2 separate regions of the Hordeum vulgare genome follow, and region 2 is linked to region 1. A link is a contact called in public Hi-C data. All regions are on one chromosome and are shown on one strand. The core of a region is the stretch at or near the end of the contact, and the rest is flanking DNA. Distances in the headings are between cores, read along the strand shown. Region 1 holds the start of LOC123399399. Region 2 holds the start of LOC123394949 (mRNA-decapping enzyme-like protein).

The links. A called contact is a pair of places that touch in the nucleus more often than the background predicts.
Region 2: a contact with region 1 is called in a Hi-C map of seedling, with 4 times the contacts expected there. The contact joins the promoter of LOC123394949 here to the promoter of LOC123399399 in region 1. A contact is called at or near these places in 3 of 6 Hi-C or Micro-C datasets (leaf and seedling).

The regions. Positions count from the first base shown.
Region 1 is chr5H:571,962,545-571,965,244 of MorexV3_pseudomolecules_assembly, reverse strand. LOC123399399 reads left to right here and starts at 1,335. Exons shown (of 1, transcript XM_045093815.1): 1 at 1,335-2,370. The coding sequence starts at 1,555. The coding sequence ends at 2,214.
Region 2 is chr5H:572,159,893-572,162,592 of MorexV3_pseudomolecules_assembly, reverse strand. LOC123394949 (mRNA-decapping enzyme-like protein) reads left to right here and starts at 1,377. Exons shown (of 8, transcript XM_045089854.1): 1 at 1,377-1,724; 2 at 1,823-1,863. The coding sequence starts at 1,536.

The DNA of each region.
Region 1 (2,700 bases), core at 86-2,585:
ATTGATGGAGGCGACGCTGGGTGGTATGACTAGGCCTGGTCATACCGATGCTTGGCTAAGGCTCTCGAGGAAGGTTCGTTTGACTCCGTCTTTGAAACTAAAGTTGTTAATCTCATCTTATTCTTTACAATATTAAAAAAATGTTTTTAATTAAAAAACTAAAATATGTGCAATCTTGACAAACAACCAAGATTTCTCCAATTTTCATAAATATGTTACGAATTAAGAATAAAAAAACACAAATGTAAGCAAGGCAAAACTTTGATAAAGCATGATGCATTTTAGAGTCATAAGCAACCCGCAACCGACCTTACTATCACCTGCCCTGTCGGAGACACCTTCCTCCGCTGGTCCACCAGCGCCCAACTATCCGTCAACCCCCCCCCCCCTCCCCTTCTTCTCCAGGGGCCTTTCCTGTAACCAACTGTGACGTCACATCTATGGCTCATTGTAGAGTTCAGTGTTGCGCGTAACCGACAGACGTCCGAACCATTCCAATCACTTTGCAAATAGTATATGGTGAAAAACAAGAGAACATAAAATACGAGTGCCCCAACCTCCAACACTACTAACTGACCAAAGTAAAACGAGGATTCTCTAACAAATATTTGGTGGGCTGGCCGTATAAGCCTCTTTGAACCCCTAGCTTTGCCGTGAAGCCCCCCCCCTCCTCTTCCCCGCACGACAGACTCGGCAACGACAAGATGAGTGGGGACCCATCCATTCATTATTATTTTTCCTTCACAGTTTTTGTTTTCACAACGACATTGATGAGACAGTGGCGAGGATGACGTGTTGTTAAAAGGTCTCTTCGATTTCTCCCTAACCTAATGACGGCTGTTTGAGCGCCGACGAATGCATGTGAGAGTTTGTGTTTCCAGATCTACTTGGCTTTGAGATGATTTCGACAACTTATTATGTGTTGTTCGACAGCATGGTCTGGTTTTTTCAATCCTAGTGTTCGGTGGTGATGGCTCGCCAACCTGTTTTGCATGGAGTGATGCTCCAACGACAAGCGATGCTTCTTTACCGACTTATAGGTCTCGGCAAGGGATGAGTTGTTATTACGGATTTTTAAAGTCGATTTTCTTTGTTGTTGGTTCAGTGTGATTTTTAATCACAAAAGGAAGAAGAAGGTTAGTATATTTTGAAATGTAGTTTTATTTTTTACACTGATTGATCTGTGTCCAGCTGTATTTCCACTGTCTGGGTTATTATTGTTATTCATTTTTTTGATTAAAATATCAGATATAAAATGCACTTTTGGTGTGTTTTTAAGAAAGAACTGGCCGAAGTAGCTACCATGTGGTTGCCACAGCTCAGATGACCAACGGTCACCTTCTAGTTTCACCCTTTGTTTATACGACCCCGCTGGTCTTGGTCTTGGTCTTGGTCTTCGTCTTGCTCTGCTCTCGTCTGGTCTGGATGCCCATTGGCCACAAGACCCGCTCGCTATAAGTCTCTCGTCGCCGTGCGCGCTCCAGCTCCAGCTCCACGCTTCTCTCGCAGTCCCCATCACCCGGAGAGATCCACCACCAAGCAGCCAGGCGAGCCATGGGCAGCTGCTGGGACTACGAAGAGTGGAACTGGACCAAGATCGCCATCTGGGCGGCGATCCTGCTCGTGGTCGGGGCCGTCCTCATCGTCCTCATCCTCGCCTTCGCCGTCATCAAGCCGCCGACGGCCATGGCGGAGGACGCCCTCCTCACGAGCTTCGAGCTCGCCCCGTCCCCCAACTCCTCCAACTCCACCACGGCGGCGACCGCCAAGTCCCCGCTCCAGGTCCTGTCGTACAAGGCCACGGCGGCCGTGTCGATGCGCAACCCCAACCTGCACTACGCCATCAGCTTCGGGCCGGTGGCGGCGGCCTTCTCCTTCAACGGCACCCTGTTCGACGAGTCCGGCACGGTGGCGGCCTTCAACCTCGCCGCCCGGAAGGAGACGACGGTGCGCCTGAAGGTGGGCGGCGTCGACAAGGCCCTCCCGAAGCTGCCGGCGGGCGGCGCGGCGGAGTTCGCCAGGCAGAAGGAGGCCGGCAGGTTCGAGGTGGAGGTGCGGCTGGACACGGTGATGCAGTACAAGGGGCGCAAGGCCAAGTGCCCGCTGGTCGTCATCTGCACGCTGAGCCTGCAGCTCGTCGACCCGGACGTCGCCGCCACCTCCTTCCAGAAGACCAAGTGCACCATCCTCCGGGCCAAGATGTCCGGCTGCTAGCCCCTGCGCCCGCCATTGCCACCGGCTAATTTCCTTGGATTTCCCTTCCTGCTGTAAAAAAAATGTAGAACAAGCATGGATTCTGCTCTTCTTTCACAAGATTCTCATTTGTTGTTGGTTGATTATTAGATTCAGAGGTTGCTGTTGATCATCAAACTGGCTGCTTGCTCTGTGCTGATTTGGGTTGGATGGATTGCGACGGTTGCATTGGATTGGATGGATGGAATGTGCACTGCAATTCGGTTGATGTTGCTAGGGGGAGTTGCCATGACTTTGGGAGTTGACTAGTGACAGGTTGGTTGGGACATGTCACATGTTGGCCGGACGCAGGGTTGTTGAGGCCATGATTAGGGAATGACAGAGAGGAGAGGACAGCATTCTGAGACGGACAGAGACGACCACAAAAAACGCGTTATCACAGTTAATGGTTGCGTCGCTCTAAAGATGGACACTTGATGATAAATTACAGTACCAGATCAGAAAACG
Region 2 (2,700 bases), core at 128-2,627, 200 kb before region 1:
TATATATATATATATATATATATATATATATATATATATATATATATATATATTACTTGTTAGTTTTTTTTGAGATATGACTCCAATTTTTAGTTTTGCACAAGGCCCCGGATTTTTCCAGCCCGGCCCTGCCCACTAATTATTCTTCTTTTTATTTTATTGTATTATTCCTCTTGTTGTTTAGGGGTTTTCTCAATTTTGTACTCTCACTCCCTCCCCTCTAACGTAAACATGTAACTGTTCTTTGTTTTGATATAATCTAAATGTCAGTGGGAGTCCCTTTCAAAGCCCTTAATTAAAAAAACATAAGAAATCTCTTTACAAATACATGTACTATATACTTACTAGTACACCACAATAAACACAAGTAGAACGTAGAGTATTATCTTCTTGAAAAGCTCAAACTTAGGTAAAATTCGTGTCGTTGTTACAATCGCTTATCGACACATAGGTTAGATACTTACCTCAAGATTTGTCGATTTATGTTCCATCACCTGCAGCTAACTGGTAGTAGGTCGGCCTTATTTACGACATGGACCCATCACATTATAGTCATCCTAATGTCACCCATGTTTTTCTTCTTCTTTTGTTTATATTAAAGAAACTCAAAATACATATGTTATGAAAACAATAGTAAATGCAGTGTAAATAAAATGTAAATGCAATATACAAAAAATCTTCGCTTCACTTTTAGAATTTTTTCTACCTTCAATTGTTCATTCTTTAAAAAAATATGTACATAGCATTTTTAAAAAACTCTTACAACATAGATAAAATGTTCATGTAATTAATTATATTTACCGTTTTAGAAAATATACGTTTCATTCAGTAAAAAATGTTCATGCATTTCAAACAAAATGATTGTGAAATATTTGGAAAAAATGTTTACCCAATGTAAAAAATGTTTGCATAGTTCTAAAAAATCTTTCATATATTATAATGTTTTTTCAACATGTTTTCGAATGTTTTAGCACGCATTCGTTTTCTAAAACATTTTCTGAAAGAAAGCATGAAATCATGCATTTAGAAATGCTAACGTATAAACAAAATGCTGTTGATGTATACGAAAAATGTACAATATGTATGAAAAAATATAGACATGAAACATATATTTTTTAATATGTTAATAATGTACTCCCTCTGTCCCAAAATAAGTGTGCTGGTCGGTATATTTGATAGGAATATGTATGGGCGAAATGTAGCGCTCGCGGTTTTTATAATGGTGCTTGAAAAAAGAAACAGGCCCTTCAACTGTGAATGTCTGGTACAGGCCCATTAGAAACTCGTCACTGGGCTGGGACGCAGGCGAGGTTAGCCGAGCGGATGAGCCCCCCGGAGCCGCTCCACCCGGTGGCTGACAAGTGGCCCGGCCTGGCGCAGGCAGCTGTGACGCACACGGCGGCGGTGCCACGGCGTGCGCGGCAAAGGCGAGAGCGCTCTCTCGCCCCCACCGCCATCGTCAGCGATCGCCCGGCCGTCCAAACCCCCAGGACCGAAGCCGCTCCGGCCGCCAGCTAGGGTTTCCTGCGAGGGCCATGAAGCGGCGCGGCGGCGGCGGCGGCGGGAGGCGGAGCAAGGTGACGCCGAACCTGGGGGCGGACCGGGAGGGCACGCGGCTGCTCAACCTCACCGTGCTGCGCCGCCTCGACCCCGCCGTCGCCGACATCCTCATCACCGCCGCCAGCGTCACCGCCTACAGCTTCGACCAGGACACGGCCCGATGGGTACTGAACCCTCCCCCTCCCGCCCCCCCCTCCGCCGAACCGTCCCCCATTCTCGACGGTTCTTGACTCGATCTCTGTGTCCGCGTGTGTTTGTGCAGAGCCACAAGGGCGTGGAGGGGTCCCTCTTCGTCGTCAAGAGGTTCGTGGCCCCGACCCTCTCTGACCGATCGCCCTAGATTGCGACATTGGCTTCGGCCGATTAGTGTAGCGTTGGTTGGTTGCTCTTGTTTCATGGATGCCCTCTGAATTGGGCGCTGATGCTGTCGATTTTTAGAAGATAATAACTGAAATCGCCTTCGGAATGGAATGGCATGATGATTTTGTATTTGGACAGCATTGTGGTTGTGCAATTGCTTACCCAGCGAAGATTACAGAGGGGTTGGTTGCTAGGGAAAGCACTGCTAGCTGTTACAATTTTCTGATGTTTGGTGGATGCTTGTGGAATTCCCAGCTACTTGGGTGTTTACTTAAATGTGGATGTTGTGAATTTTGAGTAAAGAGCATTGAAGTGGCTTTCTAGAAGAAATTGGGATCAGATGGAGTTTTTGTGATTCGGTCTTTGCAATGTGTATTACTTAGTTGCAGTTTCGTTCAGAAATCCCCTGTACGGTGAAAATTTGTTAGGATTTTGTTGCTAGGGAAATGTTTGCTATTTCTTATTTTCCTGCATGGCCTGAAGTATTTGTAGTCTCATTTCTATTAGATTGTCAAATGTTGATAAACCAATGTTGGTGTGGAACTTTCAGTACTGTTTATTGATATTTGTTGGTAGTTCCTGTCTGTCACAAGCTATCGGCTATTAGTTTCTTTTGGACCCTGCTAGTATTTTGCATACGATCTCTGGACACATGCGTTGAACTGTTTGTTGCTCATCTTACAATAGCTTACATGTAAATTCAGGGATGCATGCTCCTGAAACAGTACAGTGCCTACCGGTAAACATTACATTCGTGATTTTTGGCATCTACAGCTATTT